Linked DNA regions of Mus musculus: regions 1, 2, 3 and 5 are each linked to region 4. The links are chromatin contacts, called in public HiChIP or PLAC-seq and promoter capture Hi-C maps. All regions are on one chromosome and are shown on one strand. Each heading gives the region's core, a stretch centred on a gene start, on an enhancer-like site or on the middle of the called end of the contact. The rest is flanking DNA. Distances are from core to core; before and after follow the strand shown.

The links. Promoter capture Hi-C pulls out the DNA fragments that hold promoters and counts their contacts. HiChIP or PLAC-seq counts read pairs in DNA pulled down with a chosen protein or histone mark.
Region 1: a promoter capture Hi-C map of embryonic stem cells shows a contact between it and region 4. The contact joins the promoter of Lrrc74b here to the promoter of Rimbp3 in region 4. A contact is called at or near these places in 10 of 39 promoter capture datasets (the 3T3-L1 cell line, 3T3-L1-derived adipocytes, cranial neural crest and 6 more), 2 of 484 Hi-C or Micro-C datasets (the N1E-115 cell line and embryonic stem cells), 3 of 115 datasets of contacts at active chromatin or transcription factors (bone marrow-derived macrophages, pancreatic cancer cells and pro-B cells) and 2 of 9 other capture datasets (adipose tissue and liver).
Region 2: an HNF4G HiChIP or PLAC-seq map of pancreatic cancer cells shows a contact between it and region 4. The contact joins the promoter of Ccdc74a here to the promoter of Rimbp3 in region 4. A contact is called at or near these places in 1 of 115 datasets of contacts at active chromatin or transcription factors (pancreatic cancer cells) and 2 of 9 other capture datasets (liver and pancreatic islet).
Region 3: a promoter capture Hi-C map of pre-B cells shows a contact between it and region 4, with 6 times the contacts expected there. The contact joins the enhancer-like site here to the promoter of Rimbp3 in region 4. A contact is called at or near these places in 8 of 39 promoter capture datasets (the 3T3-L1 cell line, the HPC-7 cell line, hippocampal neurons and 3 more), 1 of 484 Hi-C or Micro-C datasets (embryonic stem cells), 2 of 115 datasets of contacts at active chromatin or transcription factors (embryonic stem cells and stem cell-derived neural progenitor cells) and 1 of 9 other capture datasets (liver).
Region 5: a promoter capture Hi-C map of pre-B cells shows a contact between it and region 4, with 4 times the contacts expected there. The contact joins the promoter of Lztr1 here to the promoter of Rimbp3 in region 4. A contact is called at or near these places in 14 of 39 promoter capture datasets (the 3T3-L1 cell line, the HPC-7 cell line, cranial neural crest and 6 more), 1 of 15 datasets of contacts at CTCF or cohesin (pro-B cells), 1 of 484 Hi-C or Micro-C datasets (CD8 T cells), 11 of 115 datasets of contacts at active chromatin or transcription factors (the 230-238 cell line, the SCID.adh cell line, bone marrow-derived macrophages and 6 more) and 4 of 9 other capture datasets (adipose tissue, embryonic stem cells, liver and 1 more).

What each region holds. Positions count from the first base shown.
Region 1 is chr16:17,559,872-17,562,571 of GRCm38.p6, forward strand. It overlaps Lrrc74b (leucine rich repeat containing 74B), which reads right to left and starts at 1,376. Exons shown (of 9, transcript NM_029053.3): 1 at 1,208-1,376; 2 at 1-8. The coding sequence starts at 1,340. P2rx6 (purinergic receptor P2X, ligand-gated ion channel, 6) reads left to right here and starts at 2,014. Exons shown (of 12, transcript NM_011028.2): 1 at 2,014-2,312. The coding sequence starts at 2,143.
Region 2 is chr16:17,645,080-17,647,779 of GRCm38.p6, forward strand. It overlaps Ccdc74a (coiled-coil domain containing 74A), which reads left to right and starts at 1,391. Exons shown (of 8, transcript NM_001166164.1): 1 at 1,391-1,704; 2 at 2,529-2,573. The coding sequence starts at 1,446.
Region 3 is chr16:16,855,237-16,857,936 of GRCm38.p6, forward strand. No RefSeq gene overlaps it. Among named protein-coding and RNA genes, the nearest start is that of Igll1, 7.4 kb to the right of the region's middle. Within about 2 kb of position 1,420, at least 29 of the 459 cell types and tissues checked have an H3K27ac peak or open chromatin away from gene starts, as enhancers often do. A contact at or near this core is called in the HPC-7 cell line and pre-B cells, where this site is marked.
Region 4 is chr16:17,206,783-17,209,482 of GRCm38.p6, forward strand. It overlaps Rimbp3 (RIMS binding protein 3), which reads left to right and starts at 1,353. Exons shown (of 1, transcript NM_001033338.3): 1 at 1,353-2,700. The coding sequence starts at 1,932.
Region 5 is chr16:17,507,390-17,510,089 of GRCm38.p6, forward strand. It overlaps Lztr1 (leucine-zipper-like transcriptional regulator, 1), which reads left to right and starts at 1,294. Exons shown (of 21, transcript NM_025808.4): 1 at 1,294-1,829; 2 at 2,237-2,299. The coding sequence starts at 1,639. Aifm3 (apoptosis-inducing factor, mitochondrion-associated 3) reads left to right here. Exons shown (of 20, transcript NM_001291070.1): 20 at 1-93.

The DNA.
Region 1 (2,700 bases), core at 126-2,625, 350 kb after region 4:
ATGGGTGCCTAGCAGTAGATGGGAGATGAAGAAGGAACGAATCACTGGCATAGCCTGGACCCTTTCCTGCCCCTGCCATTTCTTCTTGTTCTGGTGGCTACTGTGCCCATATTCTAGATGAGGACCTCCACACTAAAAATTAATTAAGTCTTTTCTCAAAGCCACCAAACTAGTGAACCAAAGGGAGCATTTGCCTAATGCTGACATGTTTGCTGTCCTTGCCCCACTGCGTCCAGGTATCACAGATCACCTTCCCAAACATACACACACACACACACACACAGAGACACACACAGAGAGACACACACAGAGACACACACACACACACATACACAGAGACACACATACACAGACACACAGACACACACACAGAGACACACACACACAGAGACACACATACACACAGACACACAGATACACACAGACACACACACAGAGACACACACAGAGACACACACACAGAGACACACATACAGACACACACACAAAGACACACACACAGACACACACACACAGAGACAGACACACACACAGACAGACACACATACACAGACACACAGACACACAGACACAGACACACACACACAGACACAGACAGGCAGACAGACATACACAGACACACACACACAGAGACACAGACACACATACAGAAAGACACACACACAGACACACAGACACACACACACAGAGACACAGACACACACAGAGAGACACACATACACAGACACACTGACACACACCACCTCCACCACCACCACCAAAGCTGGCCTCCAGCTTGCTGGTTAAGTTCAGCCTTGAGCTCAATGCTTCAACCATGCTAGGCAAGCACTACACTGAGCTACATTCTCAGTCCACGGGTCATAAGGTCTATATAAACACCCTGGGAGCAGAGGGCTGGAAACAATCTTAAATCCAATATATCCATTAGCTAGGTTTTTCCTATAGGTTGGAACGCCCAGCCCCGAACTCTTTGGGACACAACTGCTTGTCAGGGTATTTCATTTGCAGGTTTTCCAGAAGACAGTTCTAAATGTTAGGCCTCCTCATTCCTCCAGGAGGGCAAGGACTTGAGGGGTATCAGCTGCTGATACTGGGAAATGTGCCCCCACAGAGGGTGCCGGTCGGTTCTAGCTGCCCTCCCACCACTTTTGCGGGAATATCCTCAAGTGAGGATTCCAACTAGGACCCCACGCGGAGGATGAGGCACCTTCTGCTTCCAGAGCAGAGTGTGAATCTGCAGTCCAGGACCTTTCGGCCTCCAGGGTCTCTGCCTGAGGCCCAGTGGCCGCAGCTTCTCCCTCTTGATCTTCATTCTTCTGAACTTCGCAGGGACCCTTCATGTTTACTCTCACTACCCAGTCCGGGACGCAGACTCTAACCACACAGCTCACCGCCTGGAACTCTTCCCAGGGATGTGGGCGGTCCCTCTGGCCTCCTTGACCAATCGAATCTGATCTACGGACAACAGGTGGTCTCTGGGGCCAGTAACGGTGCCCGCCCTCCCACCCCGCCGTCGTCCTGGGAACCGGGTCTTGTTTGCAAAAGAAAACACAACCTTGGCACGCTCTTTCCCAGGGCTGACTACCGCTGCCATGCACGGGGGTAGTCACTCCTTCATGTTCTTTTCACAAACATTTCCAGTCTGACCCCAGAACTAGTGTTTTAGTTACGGCGCTTGGAGTAGACAGCGGCTCTACAGAAGATCTGTAGCCTAGCAATAGTTTTTCTCTGGGGCCACAGCTATGCGGTCACTGCCTAAGGGTCTCAGCTTTCTCTCAAGATCTAGAGGTTGCTATGCTGCTGCGCCAGCAGGGGTATCTCAAACCCAATTTATACTCTTTGGAATGTGCAAGTTTGAGTTCAGAGCCCCTTCTCTGGGCTTCTGTTACCCCGTGTTGACTGCCCACCATATAAGAAAACAAAGTGAGTGGGTAGGGACAGGTCTATTCCTCTCTCTATGCATAGGGTCCAACCCAGGGACTCTGGACAAAAGGGGGCGGGGCTACACCAGCTGGGGTTTGGGAATGAGGCAGGAGCCAGCTCCTACTGAATTTGAGATGTCCCTTTAACAACACTGGCCTGAATCCCATGCATGGCTTCTTGGCCTCCAGTTCAGCTGCGGCTAAAGTTGCCTGCTGACTCATGCAGTTGCAGCCAGCAGGAACTGGGAACATGGCTTCTGCAGCCGCAGCAGCACTCGTGAGCTGGGGGTTTCTGGATTACAAGACGGAGAAATATGTGCTAACCAGGAACTGTCGGGTGGGCGTCTCCCAGAGGCTGCTGCAGCTGGCAGTGGTAGTCTACGTGATAGGGTAAGAACCGCTCCTGGCCAGACTGCAGAGTCTGCTGTGGGGGGTCTTGCTTGCCGAGGGATAAAAGTTGGCTTTTTAGAACCCCAGCTGGTGGGAAAGTGGGAATGGGGGTGAGAGGTAGTCAGAAGGGATTTTAGTCCATTCAGAGAACAGTGGAAGATCCATTCGCCCACGTAAGGGGCTTTGTCTCCAGCGTCTTCTCGGTCTCTGTTAGCGTCTGCAGTTCTCCTGCCCTAAGGTACCCTGATGCAGCAGGAGGCAGTAATTCTCTGAGCAACACAGCACTAAGCCTCTCAGAGAGACCACCAGCTGGATGTCCGAAAAGTCTTTGAGAAGGGAGCTGGGTTTGCTGAGTGTGTGAAGGCACTGGCTGTGAAAAGTGACCATC
Region 2 (2,700 bases), core at 141-2,640, 440 kb after region 4:
AAGTGTCAAACACTGACCCATTGGGAGGTGACTTTTGCATAGCCTTCTCTTAGAAATTAAGTTTCCAAACCAGGCATTAATCTTAGGATTCAGAAAGGAGGCAGAGGCAGATCTCTGAGTTTGAAGTCAGCCTGGCCTATGTAGCTAAACTATGTCTCAAACAAACAAATCTACCATGTCATAAAAAGTAAGTGGCCTAGTTTTCACGTGGATAAGAGATGAGCCAGCAGTTAAGAAAGAGAGCTTCCTGCTCTTCCAGAAAACCTGAGTTTGGTTTCCAGCAGACACCCAAGGCTGCCTGTAATTCCAGCTCCGGGGCTCAATGCTCACACATGCACACCCACAGAATATACTCATACGGGTACGCATAAATGAAAAAAAAAAAAAAACTAAAGTCTAGAAAGCCAGGACTTTCTTGTTTTTGATCCTGCTGGCTGGGTTCTCTAGGTAAAGGCAAGCACTGGACTTTTGTTTTCTTGAAGACAGGTTCTCACTGTGTAGCTCTGACTGTTCCGGGAACTCACTATGGCAGACTTCGGAACTCTGGAAGATCCACCTGCCTCTGTCTCCCATTTGCTGGAATTAAAGAAGTGGGCTGGCCGGTTCTCTTGTGTTGGTTCAGACAGCTCTATTTATACACAAAGATTCAGTGAGTGTTGGAAGATTTGTGAAACTATTACTATGTATCCAAAAATGTGAGCTATTAAAATGAAAGACTAAGACCCACTTTAAAAGCCAGTGCGACGGGCGGTGGTGGCGCACGCCTTTAATCCCAGCACTGGGGAGGCAGAGGCAGGCGGATTTCTGAGTTCGAGGCCAACCTGGTCTACAAAGTGAGTTCCAGGACAGCCAGGGCTATACAGAGAAACCCTGTCTCGAAAAACAAAAACAAAAAAGCCAGTGCTTTGGCATACATCTATAATCCCGGTTTTACACAATGAATTCCAAGCTAGTTTGCACTACAGAGTGAGACCCTGGTTCAAAAGTACAAGCGGGGCTAGGGTGATGGCTCAGAAGGTATAGTGGTTTCTGCCCAAGCAGGAGAAATTCGGGTCTAAATTCGGGTCCCTAGCACCCACATGAGAAGTGGGGAGGGAAGGCGCACACCCGGGATCTTAAGCGCTGGAAGCCGGGGAAATGGGAAGATCCTGGGGTTCACGGGCCAGCCCAGCTAGTCACAAGACGAGACAGACCTCTTCTCAAAATCTATGAGGTGGGGAATGAGACCGGACGTCGAGTGCTGGTCTCCACAGGCACACGCACCGCACACAGCACTCATAAGAACTACTGTTCCGGACCAGTTCAAGAGTCTGGCGCCTTGGTTTTTGCGGAACGCGGCCGCAGGCCCCGCCCCGCGGCGCGCCCCGCCCTCTCCGGCGCGCCGGTTCCCAAGGCGACCGAGTGCCAGGCTCCAGCAGCCAGTACTGAGCGGCGGCGACGCCTTCATGAGCGGGGCCGGGCTGGCGGCCGGGGCTCGGCCCCTCAGCTCCGCGGCCCCAGGCTCCCGGGGCGCGGCCCGCCTACGCCCGCGCCCTCCCGCCGGCCTGCAGCACGCGGGGACGCAGCCGCCTCCGCTCGGGTTCAGCGAAGCACAGAAGCGGATCCTGGACCTGGAAAAGAGCCTGCAGTTCCTACAGCAGCAGCACTCGGAGACGCTAGTCAAACTCCACGAGGAGATCGAGCACCTGAAGCGGGAGAATAAGGGTGAGCCTCTGGGTGCTGGCCCAGCATTTACAACCTGAAGGTCACGGCCATCAACTCTTAACAGTCTCCGGGTGCGGGGAAGGATGCGGGAGGCTTCTCTTCGGTAGGGCCTGCCGATAGGCTCAGTCCTCCTGTGCCCACCAGCCCAAATGAACGCTGACCCTCCTGTGCACTCTGTGCAGGGCAGGGTGTAGTCCGGCTCATTATTTAAAACTGTTGCCGAAGTTAAACAGCACACAGCAAATTCCAGTAAATGGGTCACCAACTAAGCACATCCAGATTTTGGGCAGGGATTGCCAGGATGCTGCTCCACCCCACCCCCGACCCCCACCCCCAAGGCTTGGCCTACTCAGAACTTCAGGCCACCCTGTGACATAACTGCTTTTCACTGTCTACAGCTCAGCTAGGGTTCCTCTGCTTCCCCCCACTCCATGCCCTGTGCCTCGGGTTTCTCCCTCTTTCTGGTGTTGTCTTTACCTGGGCATCTTATTACATTAGGGCTCTGCTTGAGACTCACCCCATGTCTGACTGACCAGCCCCATGCCACACCCCACTTACCTTACCATTGCCAGGGGCTCCTGGAAGGCTAGCCAGCCATCCTGTCTCACTTCAGCAGCCCTGCAGCCCTGCCCCTGCCTGGCCTAGTGGATGGGCACCTTGCAGGTGTTGGGGATGACAGGGATCAGCTAGAGGCATTTCTGGTCTGAGATGCCTGAGGTAAAGGGTTGGTGGAAAAAGCTGGTGGGACCCAAAGAGCAGGCCACATTTGTGCTCCCAGTGGCTGTAGATTTTAAGTGTGATAAGGAGTATTTGTTTGCTTTCAGATCTCCACTACAAGCTAATCATGAATGAGAAGCCTCAGAAAAAAGGTAGGACTTGCAGGGAGTTATCACTCAAGCCTATCTGGCAGCAGGGAGCCCTGCATGCTAACCCAGAGGAGACCAGTTCTGGGCACTTGGACAGGTGGCCCTTTCCCCAGCCACAGCTTGCTTGTTT
Region 3 (2,700 bases), core at 170-2,669, 350 kb before region 4:
CTTAAGCTATTGAGTTGTTTACTTGCAGAGTTTTGACGGACTTCCAGAAGTGTGGAATATTTCCTAACTCCCTTTAGAACATCCCGAGTCTTCTATGCACAATACCAAGCTTCAGATTCATTTCAGATCCAAATTAACAATCACTGCCTCATACTCCACTGAAGATGCAATACACATCTTTTCTCTGACTGAATCTGTGCTGGATAGTTTTATGTCAACTTTATGTCAAGCTGAAGTCATTTGAGAAAAGTAAACCTCAACCAAGAAGATTCCCCCACCTGTGGGCAAGCCTGTGGTGCACTTTCTTGATTGCTGATTGGTATGGAAGAGCCCAGACAATTGTGGGTGGTCCCGCTCCTGCCCTGGACCAATGGGTCCAGGGTGTATAAGAAAGCAAGTTGAGTAAGAGAGAGGCACAAGCCTGTAAGCAATGTTCCCCCACAGCCTCTGCATTAGTTCCTATCTTGAGTTCCCACACTGACTTTCCCTGGATGGTGGAATACAAGCTGTAAGCTAAAATAAGCTCTCCTCCCTCAAGCTCATGTTAGTCATGTTTTATCACAATTGAACCCATAACTAGGACAGAAATTGGCACCAAGTCTTAGAGTGTGAAAACTTGCTTGACTGGGTAAATTAAGACTGGTCAGTTAAGGCTGCAAATAAACTAAGGTTAAGAAGAAACCAGCATTAAGGAAGCAGAACCTTCTGGGAAGTGTTTCCTCGGGGTCAGCACACAAACCTATAGTGCAAACAGGTCCAAGCCTGGACCTCGTGCTGGCAAACAAACCTGGTAATGTGTGGGATTAAAACCATGCCAGGAGCCGGGCGTGGTGGCGCACTCGGGAGGCAGAGGCAGGCGGATTTCTGAGTTCGAGGCCAGCCTGGTCTACAGAGTAAGTTCCAGGACAGCCAGGGCTATACAGAGAAACCCTGTCTCAAAAAAAAAAAAAAAAAAAAAAAAAAAAAAAAAAAAAAAAACACATGCCAGGAAGTTTGTTAAGGTAAAGCAGGTCAAGAGGAAGAGACTCGTGGGCACACACCTGAGGCTTAGGTGACTCCCAGCTCCCTGCCAGACTCCTGACTTGGAACACATGCCATGCTTCTCTCACATAAAAGAAACGTGGCCTATGGTCACATAGGCTCAAAACAGAGTTCTCCATGCTAATGAGGAACCTAGGCCGGGAGGGCTTAAGCCCATAAGCTTCTCTTCCTAGACATTCCTCCCTGCAAAAGGAATTTAATCTCAGGCCCACCCTGAGAAGTGGTTTTATGCATCAATTTTCCATCATCGACTGTCTCTTTCATCAAGATTCACCATGAGGAACCTGGAGAAGGTCTTTGTCTACAGAGCCACATCCTGTAGAAGGCCTCTCTGCACTCCCAGCCACAACTGCCACCAAACCTGCCTCTGTTAAGCAAAGGACACTCACCCCATGAGACAAGCCAGAGCTCTCCTTCCTCCCCACCCCCTCCCCAGCCCCAGCTAGATGCTGTCCCCAGGCCATGTGGCCCCTGACTCTGTTCTCTGCTCTTCTGTGACTTCCAGTGGCGCCTAGATGTCCAAGAGTCTAAGAACCCCATGGCCCTGGCAATGTCACAGACCCAAGGACCCCTAAATCAGGTCCGACTTTCCCTCATCTCAGACTGTGCTTTCCTATCCCAGGAGCACTTCCCTACAGCTCGTGAACTCACCCGGAAGGCAGCACAGGGTAATCTCAGTCAAACTCCCCAAGTTCCTCCTCCCCAAGCAGCCGTGCCCTGCAGCTGAGCAGACTCAGGCCGACAGTAATGTGTAAGTTTCCCAGGTAATACTGGTTGTGAAGGCATAAAGAGTCATGGAGAGCTGCCGAGTCTTGGCACCATGAAGAGCTTGCTGGTAAACGTGTAGCCTAGGTTGAAGTAGGAGCATTCGAACTGAAAGGGTCTTAGAGAGAAGTTGACACTTGACAACATATAGCAGGACCAGAGTCCCTGCAGATGGCCCAGGAGACTGTTGGTGAAAGTGCAACTCGATTGCAACAGGAGCCTGCAGAATGTTAGAGATGACAATATCATGGGATAACCACCAGGAACAGCAGCAACTCTGTGGTATAGAGCTGGCCTGAGCCTCTGATGGGTGATGCATATGCTTGGCCAGCCCTTGGGAACTAAGAAGTCCCAAAGGCCTGACGTCGAGCTTTACAACATCGAGCTTTACAACATGAACCTTTACCCTGTTTGACTTTGATTTTGCCTTGATCTGATTGTGATGCTGCCTGGTCCTTCCCTCTTGGAATATGAAAATATTTAACTATTTCGTATTTTACAGGAGCCCATAGTTAAGAAGCTTTGGAATTTTACAGATATTTGGAGTTTCAGAGAGACTGGATATTGTAAGAGACTGAACTTTTAAAGTATTGAAATTTTTAGGGACTGTGAGACCCTTAAAATTAGAATATTGTATATTGTGATGTTGATATTGATATGAAACCTTAGGAACAACAAGAAAGCAAAGGTTATGCTGAATTATTTGTGAGTGAAGTTGACAAAGGGTCAATTGTGCTTGCTAGGTTAATGACAATTTGACACAAGCTAGAGTCATTTGGAATGGGGAACCTCAACTAAGAAAAAAATGCTCCCACCAGATTGGCCTGTGGGCAAGTCTATACTGCATTTTCTTGATTGATGATTGATATGGAATGGCCCAGGTGGATATACCAC
Region 4 (2,700 bases), core at 103-2,602:
ATGAATTTAAAAAGGAGATGGGTATAGTGCCATGCACATACCTCTAATCCCACTTGGGAGGCAGAGGCAAGTTGATCTTTGTGAGTTTGAGCCCAGCCTGGTCTACATAGCAACTTCCAAGTCAGCCAGGACATAGAAAGACCAGACCCTGTCTCCAAAACAAAGACAAACACAAAACAAAAAATTCCACCATCGCCACTACTACCACCACCACCAGAAACTTCAAACAGACATTCATGCATGGTGCTGCATACCTTTATTCCAGGCAAGGTCTCTGTGACTTCTAGGATAGCCCAGTAGACATCAGTTCTAAGCCATCCAGAGCTACAGAGTGAGACTATATATATATATATATTTTTTTTTTAATGTTTTGGGGAGCTGGAAAGATGGCTCAAGGGTTATGGGTGCTTGCTGATCTTGCAGAAAACATGGCTTTGGTTCCTCCTCCTGAATGGTGGGATTAAAAGGATATACCACCACTGCTCATCTTAACATCTTACTTTTTTTTTTAAAGATTTATTTATTTATTACATGTAAGTACACTGTAGCTGTCTTCAGACACTCCAGAAGAGGGCATCAGATCTTGTTACAGATGGTTGTAAGCCACCATATGGTTGCTGGGATTTGAACTCAGGACCTTCGGAAGAGCATTTGGTACTCTTAACCACTGAGCCATCTCTCCAGCCCCAACATCTTACATTTTTAAAGGGGCTGAAGACTGAAGATATAATGAATAGTAAAGTGCTTGCCTATTACTTACTAAATGAGACCTTGGGCTCAGTCTCTACTACTACTAGTACTACTACTACTTCACAGAGAGAGAGACAGAGACAGACAGAAACAGAGACAGGATATGAATCTCAGTGGTATAAAATTTGCCCAGCATGTTTGAGGTGGGTGCAATCAATCCTCAGTCACTGCCACCTGCTGATTCAAAAAGGCTCAGATGCAAGACATGTTGGTCAACTCCTGCAATCCAAGCACTGGGGAAGCAGAGACAGCCTGCTCTATAGAGTGAATTCCAGAACAGCCAGCTCTACACACACACACACACACACACACACACACACACACACACACGTCTCAAACAAACAAACAAACAAACAACACAAAGTTTCAGTTGATATAAGAAAAGGCACCGGGCAGTGATGGCCTTTAATCCCAGCATTTGGGAGGCAGAGTCAGGCGGATATCTGAGTTTGAGGCCAGCCTGGTCTACAGAGTGAGTTCCAGGACAGCTAGGGCTACACAGAGGAACGCTGTCTCAAAAAAAACAAAAACAAAAACAAAAACAAAAAAAAAACACAAAAAAACAAAAAACAAAAAAACAAAACCAAAAAGAAAAAAGAAAAGAAAAAGAACAAAGAAAAGGCTTAGCATGTTGGGTCCTGCGTAGGAACAGAGGAGTTATAGCCACTTAGGGCTCAGAGCTCAACCACAAATTTAAGCAGATCTTGTAAGAAGTTTACCTAATTTCAAAACTCGACCAGAAACCCTAGTAGAGCCAGGTGAGATCTGACCAGAATCCATTTTTACTCAGGCCCAGGATCAGCGATCATCTAGGAACCCTACTGGGGATCTAATTCTGGAAAGGATTGCACACTGCCAGGGCGAAAGTGGAACAGGTCACAAAAGCCCTAAAGCAGATATGTGTGGGCTCCGAAATATGCCCGGGGTATCCGGGGAAGTTCAGAGGCTAGTTTGAAAGGGGTCTCAGGAGTTTAGGAAGAAGCGAAAGGCACTCAATCTGTGGGGAGGCGACAGGTTATAAGGGAGATCGCCCCCAAGGCGGAAGAGGCGCGCGGAGGGCACCTAGGGGCGCCGGAAGGGGCGCGTGGGGCGGTTGGCAGCGGCCGGGGGCGGAGGCCGTTGGCTAACTGGCCTACCAATACCAAACTATCTCTCTGGCTTCTTGCCGGGCTGCGGCCACAATGACAAAGGACTCACCCACCCCCTTGGGTGGTGGCCGCGCGTCGCCCAAGAAGCCAAGCAGCCCCGGCCCAGCGGCCGCAGTGCTGGAGGAGCAGAGACGAGAGCTAGAAAAACTACGGGCAGAGCTGGAGGGCGAGCGCGCGCGCGGCCGGTCGGAACGGAGGCGTTTCGCTACCCAGACGCGCCAGCTGCGGGAGTCGGCTGAGCAGGAGCGGCAGCAGCTGGCTGACCATCTGCGCTCCAAGTGGGAGGCACGACGCCTCCGGGAGCTGCGGCAGCTGCAGGAGGAGGTGCAGCGCGAGCGTGAGGCCGAGATCCGGCAGCTGCTGCGCTGGAAGGAGGCAGAGATGCGGCAGCTGCAGCAGTTGCTACACCAGGAGCGCGATGTTGTATTGCGCCAGGCAAGGGAGCTTCAGCGTCAGCTGGCCCAGGAGCTAGTGAACCGTGGTTACTGCAGCCGCTCAGGGGCATCCGAAGCCTCCGCGGCACAATGCCGCTGTCGCCTGCAGGAAGTGCTGGCGCTGCTGCGCTGGGAGACCGACGGCGAACAAGCCGCGCGCATCCGCCACCTGCAGGCGGCGCTAGACGTGGAGCGCCAGCTATTCCTTAAATACATCCTAGAGCACTTCCGCTGGCAGCCGGCTTTACCGGGACCCGCGGACCCCCAAGCCACGCATTCCTTGGAAGAGCCGCCCCTAGAAGCCCAGAGTAACACTGGTGGCACCCCAAAGCCTGCTCGTCGACTCGGATCCCTCGAAAGCCTGAACA
Region 5 (2,700 bases), core at 44-2,543, 300 kb after region 4:
CAGGACAGGCTCTGCCTTGGTTTCCTCTACTAGGACGATTTTCCCAGCAAGCCCCTTCAACATTACCTTAAAATTAAAACGCATGTCTCAGCAGAACTGTGTCCTAGTGTAATTGGGCCGACACTTAGAGCCAGGCATGATGTGACACATCTGTAATAGTGGCACTCAGGACAGAGGCAGGAGGGTTAGAAGTCTCAGTCTTTTGTTTTTTTTTTTTAAAAAAGCTTCACAAGCCAGAGACAGCTTTTGTATTTGTCCACTTAAGAGAGGTGGGAGCTGGGTCCTGCAGACTCCATGCTGCCACAGAAACCTGAGCTCAGACCAGGAGGTGGTGGCGCACACCTTTAATCCCAGTGCCCGGGAGGCAGAGGCAGGCAGATCTCTGAATTCAAGACCAACCTAATCTACAGAGTGAGTTCCAGGACAGCCAGAGCTACACAGAGAAACCCTGTCTGAAATAAAACAAAATGAAAATCACCTCATTGTTATTAACTCACAAATACACTCTGCTAGATTGCAGTAGTCACTCAAAAACCTATCCAGTTGCATTCTGTATATCTCTAGGTTTTGTTTTTGTACAGTTAGGATAGCCATTGTGAAGCTGCTCTTGACTTTTACTATTTTACATTTATAAGCTCTTACCAAAAAAATATGAAACTAGACCAACTGACATTATATCCATTTCACTACATGTGTCCCTTTTGCCTGAACTTCCTGAATCATTTCACGGGTGATTCAGCTGGCAGCAGACTACAAATAAAACACACACACACACACACAAATTGTGGTGTAGCCTAGTGGCAGAGTGCATGCTGATCAAATCCTAGGTTCAAAACCCACAGCAAAACAGAGAAAGGGGCTGGAGACATGGCTCAGTGGTTAAGAGCACCAGCTGCTCTTCTGAAGGTCATGAGTTCAAATCCCAGTAACCACATGGTGGCTCACAACCATCCGTAATGAGATCTGACGCCCTCTTCTGGTGCATCTGAAGACAGCTACAGTGTACTTAGATATAATAATAAATAAATCTTTTAAAAAAAGAGAGAGAAGGAGGGGGAGGAAGAGAGAGGAGAGAAATAAATGAAGATACTGCTCTCAACTGAGAACCCAGAGGTGCCCCGCCATCGAGAGTCCCAGACAAGAATGCCAAGAGAGAGCAGAGGGGGAGCAGTGAAGATCAGGTTTGGGGAGCACAAACAGAAGGTGGACAATTGAGCAGCTCGCTTGCAAGTCCGAAACCTCATCCTGGAGGAGGGCGGGGGGATCTTCCGGGAGACAGCAAAGCCCGACTACAAGGCATGCCGGGAGCGTGTAGCTCGCCGCTGCCTTGAGAATGTCAGTGGTTTACTATGGTCTGAGTGCGTATCCTGAAAGAGGAAACCCAAATCGAGACTTGGCCAGAAATACTTTCCAGAATGTGATGTGCTCGATATACGATAATGCGAGGAGCCGGGCTGCCAGGTTCCTCGATAGCGAGCCGCGTCGCGGGAAGCGCGAGGTTTGTCGGGAGGCCCGACAAACCGGCCGGAAGTGCTACACCAGCGGCGCAGGGCTCTCTGGGAAGTGTAGTCCTTTGGCTCTGCCCGGGCGGTGGCCGTGAGTCCTGCAACCTGGCGGCCTATCCAGCCTGAACAAGGGATGGCTGGCTCCGGAGGCCCCATTGGGTCCGGGGCCTTGACAGGAGGGGTACGCTCCAAGGTGGCTCCGAGCGTGGACTTTGACCACAGCTGCTCAGACAGTGTCGAGTACCTGACGCTCAACTTTGGACCCTTCGAAACAGTGCATCGCTGGCGGCGCCTCCCGCCCTGTGACGAATTCGTGGGCGCCCGGTACGACAGTGTACAGGGATCCTGAAGGCACTGGTAGTAGGGACGAGAGCTGGTCTTAGGACGGGCTGTAGGGACGAAATCCCGTGTGATGTCTTGGAGTATAGATTGGTCGTTCCCAAAGCTGAGTTCCCAGGGAACAGCACCGTAGTGATTCTAGGCAGGGTACCAGACTTGTGTTTCTGAGGATCCTGTTTGGGTCCCTGAGCTGTGAGGTATGAGTGGGAAGTCTGAAGCGTCCCCGATGTATGTCCTTGCTGTCTGAAGAACTGAAGGATCTCTATAGATCTTAGCAGTTGAGAGGCTTTGTCCAAACTTATGTGGTAGCAACCATGTGTGTAGTCCCATTTCTTGGGTGCCAGCTGGGAGAGTTCCGGTCTCACCACCCTTCACCCCTTCTTTCTTTCTAGGCGCAGCAAGCACACAGTCGTGGCATATAAGGATGCCATCTATGTGTTTGGTGGAGACAACGGGTGAGTTTGCCTGTTTTGATGGAAGTGGTGGCAGGGGATGATGACAGAGAGAGACAGAGGATGGGAGTCATTAGCTATGCCTTGTGAGCCTCTGTTTCGCCATCTGTGTGGTGCTTTGCCCTTGATTCCCATGTTACGGTGAGGAAGACCCTACCCCTAAAGCCCTTTTATCCAGCATTCAAACGGCAGCCTGTGCTAGGTTCATGGAGATATCCTTGTGTTGAAAGAGGAGACAGCTTTGGAAGAAACATGCTAGCCCTACTGGCACTTTTCTTCTTTCCCTACACTTCTCTCTAGGCTTTGCCCAAATTTTTGTTTTGTAACATCTCTTATGGGGGGAGGGGCGCAAATGTGGAGATCAGACAACAGCTAGCAGGAATCATCTTTCTCCTTGTATGGGT